Linked DNA regions of Mus musculus: all the other regions are linked to region 2. A link is a contact called in public promoter capture Hi-C data. All regions are on one chromosome and are shown on one strand. The core of a region is the stretch at or near the end of the contact, and the rest is flanking DNA. Distances in the headings are between cores, read along the strand shown. Region 1 holds the start of Antxr1 (anthrax toxin receptor 1). Region 2 holds the start of Gmcl1 (germ cell-less, spermatogenesis associated 1). Region 3 has its middle 5.3 kb from the start of Gkn3.

What was found. Promoter capture Hi-C pulls out the DNA fragments that hold promoters and counts their contacts.
Region 1: a contact with region 2 is called in a promoter capture Hi-C map of neural stem cells. The contact joins the promoter of Antxr1 here to the promoter of Gmcl1 in region 2. A contact is called at or near these places in 7 of 39 promoter capture datasets (cranial neural crest, frontonasal cranial neural crest, hippocampal neurons and 3 more) and 1 of 115 datasets of contacts at active chromatin or transcription factors (large pre-B cells).
Region 3: a contact with region 2 is called in a promoter capture Hi-C map of the C10 cell line, with 3 times the contacts expected there. The contact joins the enhancer-like site here to the promoter of Gmcl1 in region 2. A contact is called at or near these places in 7 of 39 promoter capture datasets (the 3T3-L1 cell line, the C10 cell line, hippocampal neurons and 3 more) and 1 of 115 datasets of contacts at active chromatin or transcription factors (embryonic stem cells).

The regions. Positions count from the first base shown.
Region 1 is chr6:87,334,416-87,339,025 of GRCm38.p6, forward strand. Antxr1 (anthrax toxin receptor 1) reads right to left here and starts at 1,360. Exons shown (of 18, transcript NM_054041.2): 1 at 882-1,360. The coding sequence starts at 1,027.
Region 2 is chr6:86,730,726-86,735,326 of GRCm38.p6, forward strand. Gmcl1 (germ cell-less, spermatogenesis associated 1) reads right to left here and starts at 2,653. Exons shown (of 14, transcript NM_011818.3): 1 at 2,186-2,653. The coding sequence starts at 2,439.
Region 3 is chr6:87,392,072-87,396,349 of GRCm38.p6, forward strand. No RefSeq gene overlaps it. Among named protein-coding and RNA genes, the nearest start is that of Gkn3, 5.3 kb to the left of the region's middle. Within about 2 kb of position 2,005, at least 25 of the 459 cell types and tissues checked have an H3K27ac peak or open chromatin away from gene starts, as enhancers often do.

The DNA.
Region 1 (4,610 bases), core at 110-2,609, 600 kb after region 2:
TCAGGACTCTTGTTCCAAGTCCCAAATACTTTCCAGTCTGTGAAATTCACCTCCCTACCACTGTAGCTGCAAGCGCCTCTCCTGGCACTGGCACAGATCTAAGGAGCCCGGATCTTGAGGCACTTTTTATTGTTGTAGCCGCTTTTCAGCAGAGCGCATGAAGCTTACTTGAGTAACTGTGGCTTTGGCAAACCCTGTGGGGATCTGGAAAGTGTCGAACTGGACTTAACTCAGTTCTTCCTTAAGCAAAGTTCCTTTTAGTAAGGAGTAATCTTGCTGGTTTCCCTGGCAGCCCATCAGTCAAAAACCATCAGCCCAAATTGATCTACACCTCAGTTCTGAAGGCAAGGGGTGCTGGAGACATTTGCCAGCATTTGAAAGCATTTTTAGTTAACACCAATCAGGCGGAAGAGTGGCCTTGTGGCTGGCTTCTGTCTATAGGGTAGGGGGCAGAAATGGTGCTTAGAGCCCTTAAGCGGATGGTGAAGTCTGCACAAAAACTAGTTGGAACCCCAGAGGTGGAGAATCCGTGCCTTGGACTTCCACAAGTGCCCCGGGTCAACAGGCATCATGCCATGGAGAACAAAGACTGCATTTTTACATTTTGTAAAAAGAGGTGGCTAATTTTGAAGAATACCCACGTCTCCAACTTTGGAAGTGTCTGCAAATTCTACTTCTGGTTGCAATTCCTTCTCCCAAGATTGGAAAGCAATAAGACAAATAGAGCCAACTGCATCCTCCCTGGACTCGCAAGCTCCGGGCCAGAGACAGCAAAGAAAGCAGGCTAAGCATTTCAGACGCCCCGCAGTTGAGGACCGGCGGCCAGCTGTGGTGCGCCCTAGGGACCGCCCGCCCCAGAGCAGCATCCTCCAGGCACTTACTTGTCCAGGATGAAGTAGAGGTCGAATCCTCCGTAGCAAGCTGGTCCCCCATCCTCGCGGCGGCCCCCGTGTCCGGCGCACACGAGCACGAGTGCAGCCACGCAGAGTCCCCGCAGGCCCGCACCCAGGCGCCCCGCGCGGTCCATGCTGCAGCCGGAGCGCTGGCCTCGCTGGCGTCCGTGTGACATCAGGGGCGCGCCATACGCGGCCTGGGCTCCGGTCAGGTCCCCCGGCTCTCAGCAAACGCCCGGAAGCAATTGTTCAGAGAAGTTCAAGGATTTCGCTTTGGTTTCCGCTGGTTCTGAGCCCGGGTTTCGAGTTTCAGGGACCCAGGGCGTTCTGCTGTGTGGAGCTGCCGGGATAGGGCCACCAGGCCGCTCCCAGGCTGCGCTTGAAGCTTTGCAGTCGAAGCAGTTCCGTCCCGATGGCTCTTTGTCCTAGATTTTAAGTATGATGGGGTGGGTTTTCAAATTGTTCTTGGTTGGGGCAGTGCGGTGTCTTTGCTCCCTCCCTCCCTTCTTTTTTTTTTTTTTTTTTTTTTTTTTTTTTTTGGAAAAAGTCTAAAGAGTGCCATCTTGTGGCCAAGGGCGGCGAAAATGTTGGGGTCCCCTAGACCTTGGCTGGGGCGGAATTGGGTGGGGACTTTTGGCAGGGGATAAATCTTAAGAGTTTTCAGGTGAGGTGCACGCCTTTAATTAATCCTTCCTTTTCGTCTCCTTTCTTAACTTTTCCACGGCCAGGTCTTCATCCTCTCTAACCATCCCCCAACCCCCATGCCTTCTTTCTGTTTTGCTCTTCTGTATCTGCGGATACAGTCCCTGTAAACATTTGATGAAAACTCATTTCCTTCGAGCAGGGTGACTCCAACTCCAGGCCAGGACTTTGCAAACAGGAGCCTTTGTGCAAATGAAGCACAAGGCTTGATCTTACATAGTTTTACTGCAGATCACAAAGGGCTCTGGTTAAAATCTGCACAGACAATGCCACCGAATGTAGTTGTTGAGGTTTGGAACAGCCAAGGCATCTAGATTGTCCGCATCTCCACGTTTTAGGGAGTCTTGTGGTAACACCAACCCTGGTGACTTGTTTGAGGATTAACTGTTCACTGCTAATTCTCCAGTGCCTGCTAAGCCTTCAGGTGACTGCAGCCTCTGACACCCAAGCAGGCACCTGACCTGGCCCTCCTCTGACTCCCAACCTTGGAAAGCAGGCAGCAGTGTTTGCCTGTGCTCTGAGCTGCTGGCTTGGGGGTGGTTTGTTACTCAATCACAGGTAACTAATACATGCCTGTTATTAATTTAAACACTGGAGAATTTCTGTAGGAAGAAAGTTGATTTAACAGTTTTCCAGGCATGCTTGTTCATAAAATTGTCTTCAGGTAACACCTACTAGCACCCACATTTTTGAAGTTGCTGTTTGCAGGAAAAAAAAAATAATTAGGAGAAGTAAAAATACTCAAACTGACTACAGTTGCTTTTTCTATAATTTTTTTACTGCCTCAAACAAGGAAAACCCATCTTGGCCCCACTAAGCTCTGTGATAAGAAAGAGGAGGGGATCTCTACAGAAGCCAGCTGGACCAATGAAGGCTGGAAAACTAGGGGGTGAGGGGCACTGGTCCAGGACAAGGAGGAACTTGGGGACAGTGTAATAAAGGAAGTGATCTGAGCCTGGAGGATAGGGTTTACATGTCCCTACAGGGAAGCAAGGGACAGGAGAAGCTAGCAGTTCAGAACATCTCATTCTCATGTCCTGGGTGTCCTCTGAGCTCTTTAAGAGTTTGGGTGGCAGAGAAATGCCTTGAGAATATTATGGGGTGGGATTGGGGGTGGTCTAGAAGGTCTGCCTGGGAGAGAGCAAAAGGTCGCTGATAGAGCTCCCTAAGGCCAAAACCCACCATTGCATAGAACAGGTAGAGGCTTAGGTTCCAGAATGGGCAATTTCATTCAAAATGTTTACAGAGAAGTGAGGATTGTAGAAGAGTGTGCCCCCCTCCCCCCACACACACCTTAGGATAAATGTGGCCCTAGAGAGGGCAGAGAAGTAGCTGGAGTCATTCGGGTATTGGAGTGTACTAGCTACCATGCCTCTCTGTCAAGATTATGCAGAGGCCTTTTGATCCAAGAGGATCATCTCCAGCTTGCTGCTGCTGCTCCATTCTCTTCTTCCTTCCCTTCTTCTCCTCTGCCTCTTCCTCCTTCTCCTCCTCCTTTTCTTCTTCCTCCTCTTCCTTCTCCTTCTCTTCCTCCTCATCCTCTTCTTCTCGATCCTCCTCCCCCAGCTACACAAGTAAAAGCTAGGGTGTGAAAGGGTCTCAACAGTCCACGTATTGTGGGCATCAGGAGAATAAGCCCTGGGAAACCTCCATTTACCATTTGACATTAACAAATTGTCAGTTTTACAGTGAGAGGAGGAAGTGATTCAATCCTGTGCTGTGCCAGGTCACAAAAGAACAAGGAGACAGTTTTTGACTATTCGGACGTTTTGTCTGACATAGGAAAACTACTTAAGGATTCTAGAAATCTCCAGTCTTTGTTTTTCAAGAGATTAGAGAAATTGCCTTCAGACTGCAGTGGCAGCTTCTCACTGACCCACTCCCTGTGGACTCCTTCCTCCCATGATGCTTCAGCCAAGTTGTCAGACACCTGCTAGGTGCTTCATCACTCTCTCATGTTGCTATGTAATCTTCCCAGAATCTCACTGGGTACCAACATGCTACTTGGATTATTGACAAAGGCTCTAAGAAGGACTCCAGACAGTACAGACAGAATAAAATTTAGATTGTTTCTCTTATAGATAGTTGCCAACAATGTAGACAATTCTAACACATTCATGTCACATTCATGTCACCTAAGCCCACTATTTATAGGTTCTCACTAGTCCCTGGACCACACACTTTGTGCAGAAGGGTCAGGAGAATATTTATCAGAAACAACTTATCTTCTGGAACAACAGAATTCTGAAGAATCTGAGCCATATTGGCTTTGGTGGTGGGATAAACAAAAGTACTAACAATCAAGCAAAGTCCAAGCTCTGAAGCTACAGGAAGACGCCATGAGGGCATCCCAGAGGCCAGACAATCTACAGCTTCAGCCCAGAAATGGTCAGAAATGTTCAACTCAGGAACATTAATACTTGCCCGCCCCCAAGCCAAGCTGAGTCTAGCTTCAAGGAAGTGTGATATAAAATAGCTTATGGTTCAAGCCAATGCACCAGCCCAAAGCCCTCTTAGCAGCCTTTGCAATGCAGAGACGAAACCCACTTAAGAAGGAATGTCACTCAACTATGACTAATCCAGAGCCCTCCAAAGAATAAGCTCATATGGTAGATGGGTCAATTATAAGCCCCAAACAGAACCTACTGAATCTGATTCACAAGCTAGCTCTGCTAGGGTCACATACTATCTACATTAATCTTGGTTTTCTCACCACTTGGGACAAACAAAGCAACAAGGGGGTCTTTAAATAGGAAGGGATCCTATCTCTAATGGTGGCAAGGACTTGCAACAACTGCTCACATTACATCTAGGGTTAGGAAGGAGAAAGCAATGGATGCCACAGGAGCACAGCTGGAGCCCCAGCCTGTGGAATGCTATCACCTACTGTCAAGGTAGGTAGTAACTGTCAATGCCACTACCTACTGCCTTCCTACTTCAACTGACCTAATATAAAAACTCCCTCACAGGCACGATCAAAGGTTTAACTACCAGGTAATTCTGAATCCTGTAATG
Region 2 (4,601 bases), core at 1,403-3,902:
CATAAAGACACAAACAAGGGCCAGGCAGATTACTCAGCCAATAAAGTGCTTTGCAAGTACAAAGCTGAACACAAGAACAAACCAACAAACACCCACAAAAAAGCCAGGTGGGGTTGCCAGCATCTGTAATCCTAACGGGGCAGGTAGAAGGACAGGAACAGGAGGATCGGACCTTGTTGGTTGGCTAGACTAGCCAATCAGTTTAATAAAGAGACTCATAAAAAGGTAAGGTGGAGGGGAATATAGAAAGATCCACTGTTGATCTCTGGCCTCCACATGCAAGCACAACTGTGCATGAGTGCATATGCAAAGAGTGAAAAGATGGTACTGGTGTGGAAAAGATCCAGCTTGGTAGTAAAGTGCTTCCGGAGAATGGATAAGGCCCTGGGATATGGGCTGGGAAATCTTAGGGGTGGTTGGGTGATGGGATACAGGATGTAGGTTGGAAAGGATTAAAAAGGTGCATCAGACAATTACCAAAAGTAAGTGGGAGTGGCTAAGTCACTAAGGCTGAAGAAGGATGCATGTCTTATGACATAAGAGCCTGTTCATCAAAGAGTTCTAATACCAAATGCACAAAGACAGGCACTCTGGGGCCTGAGAGGTGTCTCGGTGGTAAAGAGCACACACTGCTCTTCCAAAGGACCCAAGTACAATTCCCAACACCCACATTAGGGAGCTCAACACCTCTGTAACTCCAGTTCCAGGACTTTGCAGGAATGTGCACAAATCCACATACTCATAAATAAAAACAAATCTTAAAACCGGGGGGGGGGGGGGGGGGGGCACTGCACTTGTGCTCACTCTCAGATTGTGAGAGTCTCAACACTCCCAGCCCTTCCTTCCTCTCTCTTCTCTCCAGGGTGTCTGGATACAGCCCAGAATGGCCTTTAAGTCACTTTGTGGCTCAGACTGACCTCCAACTTGATGCTCTTGTCTCAGCCACCAGAGGCTTACTGCAGGATTGTAATACCTTGCAAAATCTGCGTAACTCTTTGAGGTGGCAATAATAGTTCTACTTTACATATGAAAATGAGTATATTAAGTGCAGAATACAGATAGGAATTCAGAATTGGAACTCATTAGAACATCCATCTTGTGAATATATTCACCCCCTAATGAAAAGTTATATTAACCTAGTTTTTAACCTAAGATATTTACATATCTTACCGCTACCACTGAGCTCCAACTCTACCACCTACACTTTTTTTTTTTTTTTTTTTTTTTTTTTTTTTTTTGGTTTTCCTAGACAGGGTTTCTCTGTGTAGCCCTGACTGTCCTGGAACTCACTCTGTAGACCAGACTGGCCTCAAACTCTGAAATCCGCCTGCCTCTGCCTCCGGAGTGCTGGGATTAAAGGCATGCGCCACCACGCCCGGCTCACCTACACTTTTTTTGTCAACAAAAATGCAATGTCCATAAGCAGATCCTTTTTAAAAATTTCATTAAAAAATTACATCTGTGTGAGTCTAACAGTGACCTTAAAAAGAGAAAAAAAAAATCCTTACTGCACAGTATATTCTGGTATACGCCACATCTATTTCACAAGCAATGATTTTTTTTTTTCAACTCTTCCCTCAAAAAAATCTTATGCAACCTACACAGAGTGCAGCCCACCTCAACAAGCAGACTTTGTTCTTAACTGGGCGAATCTCCATCACTGGTCCCTCTAGTGACAACACAGAGAGATGTCCATCTCAGGGACTACTATGCTCCTCTCTTTACTGATTTATGGCTAGTGATGCACAGTAAAATTTCCCGTGGCTATCCTATTCAAAAAGCAAACGCCTGCTACGGAAGGGACGCGGAAGCTCTGGCTAGTCCTTTTAGGCTCAGGTTGAGGCTCTGACACTCAGGAAGCTTCTGTTTAATGTGCAGAACCCTAAGCTTTCTAGCTCCCGCACTGATCCCAGGTCCACCCAACACGCGCGAGCTCCCGTATTAACCCAGGTCTATCTGCAAACTCCCAGACCCTACACTGACCCAGGTCTGTCTGCTAATGCCCAGCTCCCGCACTGACCCCAGGTCTGCCCGGCACGCGCCCGCTCCCGCACTGACCTAGGTCTGTCTGCAAACGCCCAGCTCCCATCTGCTCCGCGGGCACTCACCTCCCGCACCGACCCTCCCGCGCTCTCCTGTCAAGGACACCGGGGTCAGGCCCCCCAAGGTGCGGGGCGTTCCGTACCTGCGCGGCGTGTTCAGCAGCCTCTGCTGCTCGTCGCCCTCGTCCTCGTCGTCGTCTGTCTCGGAGTCGGGGTGACAGTAGCAGAATGTGCCGCTGCTGCGCTTGCGCTTGCGGCCGCCCGGACAGTAACAGAAGCTGTGGCCCGCATCTTCGCCGGCGTCCGACCTGCGGGCCGCGCCCCCAGCCCCGGGCGTGGGTTCGGGCTGCTCTGTGCGCCCTGCGGGCCGCAGCACCCGGCTGCTGAGAGCGCCCATGGCTCCGGCGCCTAGGGAGCACCGAGGGGCCGCCCCGCCATGCCCGTATCTCCACCGCCTACTCCGCTGCCGCCTCGCGCGCAGCCCCAACCGTCGCCGCGAACGCAGTCACCTCCATCCTCAGCCCCGCCCGTAGCGCCTCAGCGGACCGGCTTCGCTAGACCTCGCCCCCTCCTTCTCCCAACAAAGCGCGCGCCGCAGGGCGCAGGCGCAAGGCGAGCCTCCGGAAAAGGCGGGGCGGGAGGACGGAGCCTGCGCTGCAGGTTGCGCATGCGCAGGCTGCTGGCCCGTCCCTGCGGCGCTCAGCCCCGGTGCGTGTCTGACTTCCGCGGTTCCGGCTTCAACGGAGGGGCGTGGGCACTGTGTGCTTATGCCTAACAGATCTCGGGATCTCTGTCGCTGGTTCTTCCCGTAAGCTTCCTCGATTCCGGGGTCTCATCCAGCCCTGTACGGTTAATAAGAGGACGGACTTGCCAACATGGCCTTTGCTTCCAGGGCTCTAGGACCCGACTGGCCCGGTTAGATAGATGACCGTCACCCAGCTGTGTTGACCGGGTTCAGTCTGGAGCCTCAGCTAGCCTCCAGGTCTTGCCTTCCTTCTGCTGCCTTGTTTTGATTTAATTATTATTTTATTGTGTCAGTGTCTCGTACTACATACTTCGACTCACTGTATAGGATGCTCTTGAACTCTTGATCTCCTGTTTCTACCCCCTGAAAGCTGGGATTACAGCCATGTATGTGTCACATCACCTTCGTGGACCTGAAATGCTGAGTATCAGATGCAGGGCTTCTTGAATGCTAAGCAAACATTCTACCAACTAAGCTACATCCCTGGCCCTCGATTTTTTTTTTTTTTTAAATTTTCTTCAAGGAAAAGTGTCACTCTGAAGCCCAAGGCTTCCCTGGAACTCTCAGAAGTCCGCCTATCTCAGCCTCTAAGTGCTAGGAGTTGAGGCACTGAGCTACCATACCTGCCTTTTATACCTTTCAAAGTAAAATGTTTATAATAGAATGTTTCAAACAGAGCAATACAAGTACCTGTGGACCTACTACTGGCTTGGAATTCTATCACACTTACTTTGATTCACTCCCCTTTAGCTTTATTGATATATAGTGGGGAATGAGAAACCCCTTGTGTACTAATTCTCAGTTTCCAGCCTCTCCCTCTCTGTGCCATTTCTATGCATGTCTTTACACGTATAACCACTCTTCTGCTGCACATTCAGACATGTAATTTAAATGGAATTGGACCATCCCAAACCTATGATTTCTCCTCTCCTAAAACTATACTTTGAATGGAATCTCTAGTTATTGTCACTGCTCATTGTTAGACACATCATTTGCCTACTCCCTTGCCAAGGGGTTTCAGTTATTTCTACGTAGATGCTCTTTCAGGAACACCACTCGCAAAAGCTTCATCAGGCAGATCCCAGAAACGGGCTCTTGGGAAATTTTCAACTTTACGAGTTCTTGCCAGTTTTTCGCCCCCCCCCCCCCGGAACTGACTGCATCAATTCACCATTTGCACTCCGTTATAGCAGTATATGTCCTTTGTGAGCCACTGAGGAATTTCTCATGTTTGAGAAATTCTGAGGGTGTGTAGCTGAGGCTGGTTGAAGGAGAAGTGGGAGGAAGAGAACTACGGTGGCTGCAGGGGACACGCAGGAATGTACATAATATGAAACATACGTGAGGTCATCTTAAAACATTGTCCCAGCACTCGGGAGGCAGAGGCAGGCGGATTTTTGAGTTCGAGGCCAGCCTGGTCTACAGAGTGAGTTCCAGGACAGTCAGGGCTATACAGAGAAACCCTGTCTTGAAAAACCAAAACAAAAAACAAAAACAAAGAGGCCTTGGCGTATGCACAAGCTAGACTGTAACATGGTGGCTTCATGTGTCACTAAATTCCTAGAGGGTAAAACATCCATATTGGTCTTGTCTAAGGAAGCGCAGGTGAATGGCTCCCTGGATACTGAGGAGAGCCATGGCAATGTCTGTAAGAGCCTGCCACAGCCACATAGGACTTAGCCTCCACCCTCAGAGCAAGGGCAGTGCAAGAACTGACCTGATCCCCTCTGCTCTTCTCACTGTTGCTACAAGCAGGGATGATGGAGAAAAAGAGAAGTGCCCTCCCCCCATTCCAGTCCCCTGCCCTCGTCCCC
Region 3 (4,278 bases), core at 755-3,254, 660 kb after region 2:
TCTTCTGGATACACACGGTGCCCACTGCAAACCAGAAACACCTTTGTCGGTGACTCACAGTCTCCAGCTGCAGTCTGGATGCTGACATCTGGGTTGGCCTCTGCTGTGATCTTCTCACCTTTGCAGCCCAGGTGCTCAGCACCAGTGAGACTTTCCCATGCTGTTCCTGTATACTGCTCCCCAGTTCCTCATTCTGGGCAGAAGGTAAATCTCTAACAAGGCCACCAACATACCAATGTCCTGTGTTCTGTCTGAATCAGCTCCTTTTCACAGAGTGCAATGCACCGGGTGTCTGACCTTCACGCAGGTGCCACTTGTTTTATATTCCTGTTTCCATGCCTTCAAAAAGAAACCGTTTCCATTAAGCAATTGCTCCCCCTCCCTCTGCTTAGAAGATTTTGGTAACTGCAAGCGTGTTTTCCATTTATAATGGCTTGGCTTATTCTGGATATCAAATATAACTGGGACCCTACAGTTTGTTGCTTTTGTGTCTAGAGTCTTTCCTATTTAGTGCGTTTTCACTTTAACCATGCTAACATCCACCTGTAGCTCATTTCATTCTGCAGTTAATATTCCTTTGTGTGTATACACCACAGGTTACTCCTCTGGTGATGGGTATTTGATTGCTTCTGCCTTTGCCTTTGTGAGCGGTGCTGTTAGGACGTGCAGGCTTGTTCTGGTCGGGGTACTTGCTTTAACTAGTATGGATTTGTACTTAGGAGTGGAATTGTTGGGTTGTGTAGTGGTTTTTATGTTTAACTGCCTGAGACACCACCGAACCGTTTCCATGCTGTTGAACACCGTTATGTTCCCGTAAGTAATACATAAGGGCTTCAGTTTCTCCATATCCTCACCAACACTTGTTATGTTTAGGGTATGACCTTTCTAATACGCATGACCCGGACCGGGTAGCATCTTTGATTTGCATTTATTAGTGAAGGAATATATTTAAAACATTGTCTGTTGGGGTGTGAACTTTTTCTGTGTGAGCATTGATACACTGGTGTGTACAGTCATGGATTTGCTTGTCCATCTTGTTCTTTTTCCATCTTCTCTAGAGTGGGCCTTGGGTTCTACGCAGGACATAAGGCGAAGCCATTCACTGAAAGCTTCCTGCCAGCTTGAGGCAATGAGATGTTTCACTGGGCAGGAATTTGCAATCTATTCTGGCATTAGCAGTTCTGCAGGGGGGTGGGGAATGAGAAAGTACTTGAGGGCTGGGTCAGGCTTCCCTCATGGGCATCAGCACAGTCCTTATATGCAGAAAGGGTTCATGCCTGACTGTGTCGAGCAGTTCTGTTTATTCCTTCTATGCAGGGTTGGGAATTATAACCAATGCTTTGATCGAGCTTGTTAATTAATTACTAGCAGGCCTTAATTTGTTCCCTCTCCTTTCAGGATGGACTTATACGTGGCTGGCCCTGAATTTTTAATTGCATGCCCTGCTTTTGTTTGATTGGTTTGCTTTTCTTATTCTTCAGATTGGCTCAACTCATGTCACATTAACACAACACACATGAGCATCTGCAGCATGTTTGGCAACATGTTAGTAGAAACTGTCTGATAAGAACTTCCAAACCTCCCTCCAGTTTCCACATGCCAGCCTCTGACTGTGTGGACTCCGCCCTCTCCCATTTCCTTCCATCTCCATTGTGTTATCTATTTTCATTTCTTTTAATGAGTAATCACTGGATTGTTTCTACGAGCAAAACCACATACTGTTACATTCCCTATTTTCCAAGAAACAAAAATAACAGTCACAAGAAAAATAAAACAAAAATAAACCCCTATCCCAACCACACACACACACACACACACACACACACACCCCTCTTTCTCTCCTGCTGCAGAAGCCCTGAGGTCATGGTACACTCTGCTTTCTCCTCCCTCCCTTGAGCCTGCCCCGGTCAGGTGCGTCCCTAGACACTCCAGTGAAGTTGCCCTTTGTGGATCCTACACATTACACAACCCCCATAACAGGAAGTGCAGTGATCGACTCTCAGGCTGCTCTCAGCTGAGGAACCAGAGTCACTTGATGCCCTGAGCCCCTGCGTCCCCAGAAGGCCTCCAGGACACTGCAGCTGTCTGGCTTCTCATTGTTTCTTTCTCTTTTCCAACTCTGTGCGGAGTTGCAGTGGTGTCCAGACCTGAGGCCTTGGTCTTTCCTCTACTCATCTGTGTGTCATCCACTTAGAGAGTCCACCCAGCGTCTGCCTTCCAACACAGTTCCCAATCTGATGGTTCCACTTTACTCCCAGCCCAGCCTCCTCAACCTCCAGACTCGAGTGTCTAACTTTCTACTTGATATTCAATTGTGTAAGCATAATTGTGTTTAAATGGGTTTCTCTCTTTTTCTCTTTCTCCCTTTCTTTCTGTTACACACACACACACACACACACACACACACACACACACACACCCCTACACACACCCATACACACCTGCCTCCCTCAGCTTTTCCATCTCTAAGCAGATGAACTATCCTCCATTCACCCAGGCAATGGCTTGAGTTGTGGGTGAGAGCAGTAGACAATGATGAAAGGGAGAGAGTTATGTGGGTATGTGGGCATGGGGTTAGGGATGGAGGTGGGGATGCAAGACCATTTCTGACTCTCATGTAAGGACAATTGAGAGGAGGTGGTTTGATCACTGATATCCATTGTCAATTCCATTGCGTCAAGGAATGCCCAAGACTTTGGTGAAAGCACACTTCTGGATGTGTCTGGGGGCTTTCCCAAAGAGTATTAACTAATGAGGGAAAGCCCAAGATGGATGCGGTTGATGTCATCCTGCCTGTGAGCTGGGGTCCAGGAGGGAGTAGGAGGGCGAAGGTGAGCAGCCTTGGATGGCACTCCTCTTTTTCTGTGTCATGGTCTGATGAGTTCTGAGCAAGCAGCCTTGAGCTCCCACTACCACAGCCCCACCCAGAGCCACGTGAGCCACAGGGCCGCCCACACCATAGGGAAGCGCCTCCACGGATCGAAGAACCCCAGACCTTGAGCCCCAAAGAACTGCGCTGTGGTTGCTTCTGGAGATGTTTACCACAGTGAGAAAAGTGGCTGACACCTTAGGAAAGGGAAGCTCGCTGACTTCAGGGCATGAATATGATGACTGGGTCTGGGTTTTGTGAGCATCCCAGGCTGGGACAGGCAGGGAGGTTGAGTTAATGCTGCCTGGTCTTGGAGCTAGACACAGGCTGTATGTATTTAAAGGGTTCCATGGATACGGGCAATGCTTTGCATGTTAAAGCAGCGGAGATGGAAGTGAGGTTTGATAAAGCAAGAGCTTGCCAGAGGGGATTTCTGAGCTGTTTTCTCCATCAACCAAAAGAGGTGTTAATCCCCTATCTAGATAACGGTCCTTGGCACTAAACTGCGGTCGATCCACTGTCAGGCAGGCCCCGCTGCTGAGGAATGTTAAAATCATACAGGACAGTCCCGAGCTGGCTCCTCCCCACGGTAGGCGTAGGAGGGACCGTGAGAGCTCTGAGCATTTTATTCCCCAACCTTGCTGCCCTCTCACACCAGGACAGTAGCAACAAATCAATGTTCCTGATCATACAGTGGGATTTCACAGCTCTGACTGTTTAAGGCAAAGTCAAACAAGCAAGCAAAAAAAAAAAAACAAAAAAACAAAAACAAAAACAAAACAAAACAAAACAATCCTGTGACCCAAGGACAGAGAAGAGCTGGCACATAAGCATCATCAATGCATTTTTTTCTATTTTAAAAATAAAAACTCTGAGTTCAAGGCCAGTCTGATCTACATATTGAGTTTCAGGTCCACTAGAGCTACATGGAAAGACCCTGTCTCAAATAAGATAAAAGCTTGGGGCTGGAGAGATGGCTTAGGGGATGAAGGACTGCTAACAAGCCTGTGGATCCGAGTTCAGTCCTCAGAAGCAACATGGTGGAGAGAGAGAGACTTGACCTCCGTGACTCCCGTGGGTTGTCTTCTAATGTTCCACAAGTGCCCTGTGCATACGTGCACACATGTGCATGCGTGCACACACAGATAAATAAAGATATATGTAATTTTAAACAAGATGATGTCGTTGCTAAGGCCATCACAGTGCTGTGCTTATTCTTACGCTGTCTTCCTTTCCCACGCATCTTACTCTGTCAGCGTCCTTATGTGTAACATCACAGCACTTACTCTGTCAGCGTCGTTATGTGTGACATCACAGCATCTTTGTGTGAAACACAGAGCAGCTATGGGGCACAGTCCTTGTGAAGAACCTCCCGATGCAGATCCGAGTCAAAACAGATACATTGCAGC